Regions from separate parts of the Mus musculus genome. Here region 2 is linked to region 1. A link is a contact called in public Hi-C data. All regions are on one chromosome and are shown on one strand. The core of a region is the stretch at or near the end of the contact, and the rest is flanking DNA. Distances in the headings are between cores, read along the strand shown.

What was found. Hi-C and Micro-C count contacts between places; a contact is called where the count stands out from the background.
Region 2: a contact with region 1 is called in a Hi-C map of CD8 T cells, with 6 times the contacts expected there. The contact joins the promoter of Otos here to the promoter of Sh3bp4 in region 1. A contact is called at or near these places in 2 of 484 Hi-C or Micro-C datasets (CD4 T cells and CD8 T cells).

Annotation. Positions count from the first base shown.
Region 1 is chr1:89,069,059-89,074,787 of GRCm38.p6, reverse strand. It overlaps Sh3bp4 (SH3-domain binding protein 4), which reads right to left and starts at 4,373. Exons shown (of 6, transcript NM_133816.3): 1 at 4,191-4,373.
Region 2 is chr1:92,645,279-92,650,408 of GRCm38.p6, reverse strand. Otos (otospiralin) reads left to right here and starts at 1,568. Exons shown (of 5, transcript NM_153114.2): 1 at 1,568-1,658; 2 at 4,533-4,725; 3 at 4,983-5,075. The coding sequence starts at 5,018.

The sequences.
Region 1 (5,729 bases), core at 3,124-5,623:
GATCTTCCAGATACATCAAGCTCTGCCCTGCAGACAGGTAGCAATGAAGACACCCGCTGCAGGAGGTGCACACTGGCTGTCTTCCATGAGGCCAAAAAGACTTCATCACCTTCAGAGTGTGAGCGAGTTTATAATAACCTAAGAAAGACGGCTTTCAGCTATTTCCATGCCTGTTTCTTAACACTCCCCAAATGCATGACTGGGAGTTATTTGCTTCTTTCATTTCAGCACTCTGTGAGGAGGAATGGGGGTGGAGAGGCTCTGGAATGCATTGGTCCAAGTTCAAATCCTGCCTCAAGCATGCATCAACCTATCGAGGTGGAAGAGCAAGCAGAAGTCGGCCAGCTTTCCTGTCAACAAGACTCCCTGAAGTGCATACAGGAAGATTCCAACGATACAGAAAGTGTCATAGGAGTGATGCTGTGTGAAAAGGCTTGTCCTGGGGAGACAATATACACGTCTATTCACCCCAGAAGGGAGCCCTCGATAGACCAAAGTACGAATGCCAACACCGAAAATCCAAGCTGGTGAACCAATGAGTTTTATTGGGCTTAATTACCGAAGCTAAAATGACTCAAGACAGCCGAGTCACCAGAGCATGGGTGACAGCTCACAAGAGCTGGGAATTGGAAGCACACTGCATAGCCTTCAGGCAGTTCAACAGGTTGGAGAATGTCCTTTCTAGGTAACTCAATTTGTCTCTGCCTCTTCCAGGAAGCTGATCTGATTTCTGAGTCCTTTTTGCAGTTTAGCTAGCCTGAGAGTGACTCTCAGCTTTTATTGCTTCCTTTGAAAGGGACCTAGTGAGTCTGGTCAGTTTCAGGGACTTCCTGAAGCTATTTTAAGTTGCTCACCTAACTGTTTAAGGAGCTTCCCCACAGGATGCAATGGAGAAAACTGTTACACAGCAGATGTCTAGTTGTCTTACCCATCCATCAGATGGATAGCAGTGCTCCATAGCATGCTGACAACTGAAGGTTTGGAGACAACTAAAGACGTTCTTCCATATAGGATGGTCTCCTCTTCCTCCTTAAAACTCAGCCTTAGCTCCTTCATTTCTGAAGCACTGTGCAATCTCTGCCCTCTGGAGACTCACATCTTCTCCCAGGAGCTGGCCTCCATGCCTGGGGTGTGAAGTTATGCAATGCAGATGCCCTGGGGCCTACTGAGTAGCTGGCCAAGGCCTCTTGGAGGACACTGAATGTGGATGCATTGTTCCCTGGGTGTCCTGGGTTTTGGTCAATAATTTTCCTGTCACTTCTCCAAAGAGGGGCAGCCGTAGGGCTTGCGTTGTGCAAAGTTTCTCTACAGCCAGGACCTAGACAAAACCACTAGAAGCTGTGCTGGAAATGGGGCGGCAAATGCAGCAGCCAGTGCACTGGTGGTTAACAAAGCTATCTGCTGGTTATCCCCATTCCTGGCCGTCAGATAGTAACCTTGGGACAAAGAAATCTTGGTGCTTTATCTCTAGGGTCCTGGGAAATGTCCCAGGGACCTGATTCCAAGTCTCCGGAGAAAGAGGGTAAAACGATCTCACACAGGTGTCAACCCTGAAAATAACAAAGCCATAGGAAGCCACAAAGCTGTCCACTTACTGAATATGATTCCAACTGGGAGTTAAGATGCTGTGCCCGGAGCCAGGATTGCAAGTTAGGAACACAGTGGCTCTGGCCTCCTCCAAGTCATGGGCTCTCAGAGAGACACCAATAGCCTTCTCTCCCAGGAGGCGCAAGCAAACAGGCAAACACACACACACACACACACACACACACATACATACACACACACATACACACACACACACACACACACACACACACACACACACACACACACACACACACACCATTCAGTTTCAGAGAGCAAAAGGCTCTTAATTGGCTGGGAACAGAGGAATCAAACCCAAGAGGCCTCCCAGAAATCGAATCGAGGGTGTAAACCCCATTCATCATTCATTCTCCCATCTCATTATCAGATTAAAATCAACATTAGAATAGAAAGAAAGTCTATGCAAACAGCCGGAAGGGGAATAATTCCAGCCTGCTGCTGGATTAGCAAACAGCAAAGGAGAAATACTAGGAAGACCCCTCCCACCCCCAGCCCTTTCTACCTCTAACCAAAAAATTAGCAACACAACTTCCGTGTGATCAACAACCAGAGTGAAGGGTGCCTCATCAACAATGTATCCAGCCAGCTTTCAGGCCCTTCCAAGGCCCTGTCTGAGCTCACATCTGCAACTAGACTCAGGCCTTATCAAAGTGCTGGTGGGGATAACAATTAAAAAACCGAAACTATCAAAGGGTCACCAGTAACGCGAAGAAAATCGTCCAGCCCAGCTCCTGCCGGGAGACAGGGTGAGGACAAAAGGCAGCCTGTGCCTCACCTCTCGGTCTGGGTCCCTATTAATTGTTCTGTAAGAACATTAAAGCCTGGTGCCAGGACCTGGGGACAACAGGAAAAAAAGGAAAGTCCACAGAGGCCTTGCTGGCATTTCTGCAGCCAGCCTCCGAGCCGGTCATTGTTCAGTCGGTAAACACGTGAGACATAAAACAAATTGCTGGGAAACCAGGTTGTTCACTTCATGTGTCCTCCCAGGACCAACTGTTCTCTCTTGGAGGGTGACCTGGGCAGGCATTTACAGGACATTCTACAGCTTTGCATATACCAGGCACCAATGCCCCCTGACTTTGGGACAACCCCCTCCCCCAAGTCCAAAAGATGCTGCAGAAAGGATCCTTGAGAAGACCAGTTACTTCCAAGCCTCTCACTTTGAAGGACTTAGCCAGCACCAACAGGAGAATAGGAGTGTGCTCTGGGATCCCTAGGGCCTGCCTAGATCTTGCTTCCTGGGCAGGGTAGCGAAGCTCTAGGTAGCTTGTTTTACCTAGCTACCTAGATGACACTGTGTAACAGCTAAATGCTCCCCAGCACATTGAAATACAGCCGCTGTCCATCTAAGGATGCCAAAAACGCTCTGCAAACCACCCATTAATTTTTATGGTTGGCCCAGGAAGCAGATTGAGAATCATTACTGTCATTTTTACAAGGCTCGGTACCAAAACCACGGACTGGGCTGAGGTTTCGGCCCTCCCACCACCATTCTCTCCATCTGTACCCACCATCTCATGGGAAACCCCAGTACATCAAAAGGGTACTCATAACTATCAGAAACAGCCTTTGTGGTAAGGCAGGTCAAAAATTCCAAACTTTGGGCACGAGACAATCAAGGGTTTCAAGCAAGGGTTTTCTTGAGGTTAGGCAAGAAGGCGCCAGGTATAATTCAATGATTAAATCTACAAGGCTGCGACATCCCCACCCCCCACCCCCAACGAATGTGGGATCGGCGTAGATCTCGTGTTTATTTCCGCTCTGGACACTCATTGCTTTTATAATCAGAGCAAAAGTTATACGAACTTTATTTCTGCTGCTAAATCACAGAACACCAATCTGATGCACTAACAAGGGAAGAATAAACACGAATAAAGCCCAGCATGGTATTCCCTTTCAAATCTCATAGCTCCACGAGGCTCCACAACCTTCTGCGCACGCAGAGCGGCCAGCCAGCTCTCCGCCACTCCTCCCGCGCGGCATCTGCAGGCGCCCCACACCCGGGAAGGGCCAGCGCCAGCCAGCCCCACAGTCCGCACCGCTAAGCCCCCCAAACCTGCATACTACAACGCCAGATCCCAGCTGGGAGCCTCCTGGCCCCCAAACCCTCTAACAAGACACACTGGGCGGCGCAGGGCGGCTTCACGGTAAACAGCACTTGCAGAACAACGCTCCTCTATCCTAACCGCTCCCACCCGCACACCCCAGCGCTGTCACCTCGGGGCTGCGCGGTCACTCGATCACCAAGACAGAAACTGGAGTTTTCAATTTCATCCTCCAGGAGGGCTCTCCGAAGAAGTTGAAATGTGCATTGTCACCAAGTTTAACCCAAAGCCGCGCTCTCTTCGCTCCTTCTCAGAACCGCGCGGGTGGCGCCGCGACCCCCTCCGCCCTCCCCGCGCCCCGGGCCCTAGCGACCACGATCCGCAGCCCAGGTCGGGCTGTGACCACAGAGGGCAGGGAACCGGGAGCTCAAGGGGCTCGGAGCTGCTCCAGGCTAGCCGCGCCCCAGAGCCCGGGATGCTGCCCAAAGCCACAGCGCGCGCGGGGATAGGGTGCGCCGTCCGACCCTAGGCTCCTACCTGGCTCGCATGGCGCCCCACGGGTCCTGCGGTTCTCTTGTCCTGTGGGGCTCACCCGGCCGGGGGCGCGCGCGACTCCCGGTACCGCGGCCTCAGCGATCGAGGCAGCAGAGGTGGTGAGGTGCCCAGACGCCGCGACAGCCCAGAGCGCTCGGCCCCCGCCAGCGGGCGCAGAGGTGGTCTGGGCCGGGGCGGGGCGCGAGCGCGGGCGGGGCCGGGGCGCAAACAGCGGGCTCCAGGAGGGCGGAGCGCAAGCAGAGACCGCGGGAGGGGCGGGGCCAAAGCTGGGGGCGGAGCGAGGAAGAGGCGGGTCAAGCTCAGGCTGGGGCGTAGGGACCGGGGGCGGAATCGCACTCTCAAGGCGGAGTCTTTGTCGGAGAGGCGGGGCCTAGACGATACTGGGGCAAAAGTGGGCGGGGTGTGCTCAAATGAGCGTGGTCAATATGAGGTTGGAGCAAGTAGGGGCTGTGCCTCGAGCTGGGGGAGGGCAGTTCTTAGTAAAGGCGGGGCCTGGATGAAGGGGGCGGGATGTCCCGGAGGGGCGGGGCCGACTGAGCCGCTGATTTACTTAAAGAAGCGGCTTGGCTTACTGGCGCCTCCAGTGCTCCGGCGCGATTCCCGCCAACACTCCTTGTCTCCTTCCTTAACAGCGCCAGTTAAGAGAGTGGGGTTAGGGCCTCGGGATCTTTACCCCTGGACCCAGAAATGAGCAAAGATGATGGAGACCTCCGGTGCTCTGTTTTGGGGAAGCCTCTGATCCCCCGGGAGTGGTTAAGCAGTAAAACCGAGAAAAAACAAACAAAACTCAGCTTAGGGAACAACTACAAGTGGAGGAGAGCTGCCTGCGAGGCAGATTGCAACTGAATACATGTCAGCATAGTTACACTTCCTCTGCCCAGACTCACATACAGAAGTAGACGCTCGATGCGAGCTCAGTGAATGAACACACTGCGAGGCAGCGGAGCAAAAGCCCAAGCTCATGAGTCATCTCTCACGGGAGTAGACAGAGGCCTGTAGGGGTTGATTGCCTCAGTGAGGTCGAACCAGCCTTTGACTGCTGTGGTGGTGAGGCCAGGGAATGAAGGCTTCCACTTGGAACCAGTGGCAATCATGTCTTCAATGTTGCCACAGATCCAAATCCAGCAGCCCACTGAGTCCATCTTCACTATCATCGCTGGCGACAGATACCATTTATATTTTCTAAGTGACTTCAGACGTTAACACAGATTATCATATTCGGCAAGATCACATGGGAGAGGGCTTCAGAGTCGGAATACTAGCCAGTTTTCTATCTCCCGTGTTCTTTATGCTCCCCTTCCACTCCACCCTTGCACTCGGGCTGCCCGCCTTCCCCCACCCCCACCCCCACCCCGCTCTAGATGTAGTCCTAGTGGAGTCAGGTAGACATACTGGTCAACCTAAGGCTAAGAGGGTAGAATTTCATATTCTCTTAGAACATGGAAACGAGTACAATTACTCCTTAAGTGTAGCTGTCGACCTTAAAAGAAGCAGTCTCCTGAAGGTGCAAGTGACTTACAT
Region 2 (5,130 bases), core at 319-2,818, 3.6 Mb before region 1:
CAGGGCCTGGCTGGTTCTGGGAGCTCTGTAGCCTACGATATCAAGTCCTAGAGACATAACATTTAACCCTCCCTGTGGTATTAGAAACATGACAGACAAGTCACTTTCAGTTCAAAGGAACTGGGGGAAAGGCTGTGTTACGGCGAGCAGAGATCAGAACTCTGCAGTGGTCTGAGGTGAGAGAGTCACGTCTGCCCAAGGGCTTCTTCTAAGTAAATGGGCCTGTATGGCACTGGATTGATGTCACTCCTGTTGCTGCTGACCTGTGTCTCTGGTATCCTGTCCCCTGACTGGAGTCCAAGGCAGATCCTTCGGCTTGTGTCAGCATGTCCGACGTGGTGAAGCCCTTGTGGGAAAAGCTCAGATGACATCCTTCACAGCCCAGGGTCAACACCAGCCCTTCCTGGGTTCCTGGGAATCTTTTCCCATGATGCAGAGAAATGCAGATGACAAAGAATCCTGTGAGAAAAAACAAACAAACAAACAAACAAAAAACCATGGGCCATGTGAGACCCATCCTTCTGTTGGGGGTCGCAAATGACCACAAGCTAAATATTCCTTGCTGGGAAGGGTATGTACTCCACCTCTCAGGGAGGCAGCTGTGGTGAACCAGGCAACTTCCCAGTGAGATGCCTGGCTCAGTGGTTCAGTTAACCCTTTATGTCACCGAGAAGCCACCAGTGGAGCTTCCTGCAGTCAGGGCAGGGCCTATAGCAATCCCTGGATCCTTGGCCTCAGCAAGATCTTTCAGTTCTGCCTGGGCTGGTTTCTGGATCCATTAGCCCCCAGGAACCCAGATGCTCTCTGTGCGTATTGGGGGTGCAGTATTGATTCCAGATGGTGGCCTCAGGTAGCGCCACACCTATCTTGCTCCTGCCTTCTGATCCCAGGCTCAGCCTCCAAAGCAGCCCGCCTCTTCCCATACTCTATGGGATGACAGCAATAGACACCTGCTTGTCTGTGCACATTGTAAGTGTGTACACACCTGTGTGTGCATATGGTGTTGGGAAGATGAGTGTTTCACCTAAAGTGAATATTTGGGGGTGGGTGGGTTGGGGGACAGATCCCTGGAGATGTTTGAGACATGAAACTTCCGCTAGAAAAGCTGGTCGCTTGAAATTCAAATGTAACCATGCGTCCTGTATTTCTTTCAGCCACACTGGAGTCCCTAGGACCCCCCAACCCCATCTCATCCCAATCCAGGTCAATTCTTCGTGGTTTCTGAAGGGGTACTCGCCGGGGTTGACCTGGGACCTTTTCAGAGAGTCTATGGTCAGTTCAGGAAAAGAACGAGGTATTTTAAAAGAAGGTGATCACATGCTTTCACATTTCAGCTTCAGATCCGTATGCGGTCAGTCTTATGACATGGAAGGAGACTTTGATTATTCCAGAACACAAACCCTGTCCTGTGGGCCAGCTGCACAGGAGCCTGTGAGCATGGCGCCCCCTGGAGGCCATCTCAGAAACATTCCACTCCAAGCTCTGAGCCTGTTCTCCAAGCAGCCTGGGACCGGCTGTCTCACCCCAGGCCCTTCTAGATTTCCTGTTAAAGCTGCCACACCCGCATCAGCTGTGGTGGCGTGGAGGGACTTCCACCTTGACAGGCTTTGCCAAGTCAGCTCAACACGCTCCCAGAATTCTCCCTTTTCATGTCCAAGGTAACATGTTTAGTTAAGCTCTTTAAAAGTCCGATAGGGATGTGTGTGTTTGAGGACAAACATGGGTGACATTAGAAGTCTGCGCCCCCCTCCTTTGTAGGAGCAGGGATGGCACTTCCCAAAGGAAATGTGTCTACCAGGGCATGTTTAGAGGGACAAGGGGCAGCATGACTTCTAGAACCTCTGAATCCCAGCTCTGTGTGGTCACATGACGCCACTCTCCTTGGGTTTGAATCCAGCCAGAAGACTCCAGCCCTGTCAGTGAGGTACTGCTCAGTCCCTGGGACACCCGGGTACTCTGCAGGCACAAGCGGGAGGGCAATGCTGCCATCTGGGACGGAGGACTTAGGGCAGATGTCAGTCTGGGAGATGTGAGGAGAAGGCAGACTGTGAGCCATCACCCCCTACACCCCAGTACTTATGCTGGCCACGGTCCAGGAAACAGGAAGTGACTCTAGGATCAGTTATAAGCCACTTCCGAGGCTTTGCGGGGCTCGGGGATGTATGAACAGTGCAAAACACAGGCGGACCATTCCGTGGCAGAGAAGAATGCAGGAAAACACACTGGCACGATGAACTGTGGCCTTGAGACTTTAAATTATGAGCACCTGCCTGTGTCCATGTTGGGACAGCTCAATGGATGATGGTAAGCTACTCTGGGCTCTGCCTTCTAGGAGAATGAATTTGGGTTGCGCTAGCATTTCAGAGTACAGGCAGGGGCATCTGCGAGGCTCAAGGAGTAATTATTAGTCAGATGTGGTGTCCATGGATGGACAGCAGGGGGCGCCAGATACCTCTGACTCATTCCCAATCCTGGCGTTCGTTACCACAGGGTCCTTTTCAAGCTGACTGCCACGGGAGATAACAAGGGGCCTCTGTCCAGCAGAGTGGCCTTATACATCTAAGCATCTCTTGAATCCAAGCAGACAGACTGTTAAGACCTTGGAGGTTCCCTCCGAGTTTCTGTGTGGGGCGGGATATTATGCACTGGATATCATGCAGGCTTCTGAGCAGTCACTGGGCAGGTTTCAAGTTTGCCCATCCTATATGGTATTGTTCCTGGGCCCGACCTTTGGGAGCTTTTGAGAATTCGAACTCTTCCCTGCCCTCAAGCATTGAATTTTAGAAGGAATCCTAGCAATTATTAAAGGATGGAATCCAGTGTTTTGGGATTCCCATCAAATGTAGGAATGCAAGGGCCCTGGGGAAGGCATTTACCATTAAAAAAAATGACATTTACTTATTGTGTATGTGTTTGCAGTGTGTTCCAGGTGTGTATGTGTAGGTCAGAGAACAACTTGTGGGAGTTCGTTCTCTCCTTCCAGCATGTGAGATGTGGGGATCGAACTCGGTTTAGCAGCAAGCACTTCTACCTGTTCAGCCATTTTAATGGTCCCTCTTGAAGGCAGAGTGGTCTGCAGGAGAACAGGGAGACAGATGGGTGAGGTGCAAAGGAGATGTGTTCTGGGTGGGCGGGGGCAGGGGGTGTCTCTGTCCAGGCCAATGAGATAAGGTGTCTGAAGGATCCAGGCAGAGAGGAAGTGTGTAGGGGTGGAGATGTGGTGCAGGAAAGAACGTGTGTCCCAGGAGGTTTGGAGGACCTGGGAGATCAGGACCTGGGAGATCAACTGACCACTATAAGCCAGGGTAAGTAACAGAGAGTTGCTGATGGTGGGGCTGTTTTTATTTAAAGCTTTCTTACATAAAATAATAAATGAAGGAAAGTACACACCCACAAAGGGAGGAGAAAGCAAATGAATACCCATAGTTTCCTCTCCCGGGCTCACGGCTGCTGGTTGGCAAATTCTTATATTAGGTAAGCAGTCTCAAACCAGTCTGCATGGTTTCTTTCATGCCGTGCTTCTTCCACAGGTGTCTTTCCATGGTAGCCTTCAGATAGGGGCTCATCAGGTGGACAGTTGATTGCCTCACCCTGGCAGCCCTCTATGGCCAGATGCGCAGGCTCAGGGTGTCTGCTCCTTTGTGCTCTGACTAGAGCCTTTCTCTTCGCCAGATCCTCTTGGTCTGTGCTATAAATCAGGGCTGTGAGCACGGCTGTGCTGTAAACCAGGGTCGTATGTCCTCATGAATCCTATAACTGGAGGTGGTTCAAGGACCCTGGCACAGCTGCCCTAAAGCACCACACCTCTTGTAGCACAGGGGCCAGGGGGTTGGAAATGAAAGCCAGAGGCTTTCTCCTCCATGGCTGCACCTCAATGCTACTGGATCATACGCCAGCTCTGGGTCTCTGGTTAGATTTAGGCTGTTACCTGGAGAAGGAAGGGGACTTGAAGGGACCCTGGGCCACACAACTTCAGAACAGGGTACCAGAATCTTTGAGAGTTCTGGGGGGATTGAGAAACAATGGAGACTCTTACCCTGGACCTCGGGCCTGTATCCAGCAGGGTGCTGGGACCTCACAGGGCACAATGGAGATCATCAACCTGGACTTAGGCTCTGCACCAACAGGGTGTTGAGACCCAGGGGCGGGTCCATGGGGCTACACTTCCTCTGACAGGTGGGCACAGGTTCTATCAAGGGATAACCACAGAGGTCTGAGCTTAAGGCCCTGGTGTTTACTGCTACTTATCCTCTGGCCTTCTCTATTAGAGACTTGGAGGAAAGCTCTGATCTGAGGGAGGGGTCCAGCTTGGCTCACACTTCCTCTCTATGGCTGCTCTACCAGTGTAGTGTCCTGGGTGAAGGAGTGTCTGCAGGCTTACAGAGGCCACGGGATCACAGGGTCCTGTAGCACAGCAGGGGAATTTCAGCAGCCCCTGGATCAGATGTAGAAGGAGGGGCATTAGATGGACGTATGCTGGACTCAGCTTTGAAAGTTTATGGCAGATTTGATCTGTTGTCTGATGCCCCCAGCTGCTCCCACAGGCCCTCCTGCCAGCAGAGAAACAGAGACCTACAGTCCTCTGCTGGGGAATGAAATATTCAGTTTGATGGCTCAGGAAGGTGACGCTTCCTTCCTTGTCCCAGCCCTACTATAAAGAGTAGCCGGAACATTGGCAGTGGCCCCACAAGGCTGCAGATTGCACTGAACAGACCAGCAAACAAGGTACCCTCTGGGAGGGTTTGGACTGCTCTCTTAACAGACAGGGTGGATCTGGTGTTTGTGATGGGGGTGGGAACGGGAGAGACATCTCTTAAACAGTCAAAATTGATAAGCTCTCACCTCAGAATAATGGCTGAGAAAAACAGAAACAGAAGCACTTATGAAAAGTCTAGCATTCCTAAGGGTGGTCCACGGCGGGGTGGCAGGATGGGCTCATCCTAGTGGGCATCGTCATCATCCTTGCCTTCCTCCTGCTGCAGGTGGTCCTCAGTGAACTGAATTGCCCTTGGTAAGGATGCAGGCCTGTGTGCTGTGGTGGCTGGCCCTTGGCATGCTGCTGGGGATTCCTGCAGGTGAGGGGCCACTCTAGCCATAGCTCTCTTGCTTTTCCATGCCTCTCCGTCAAAG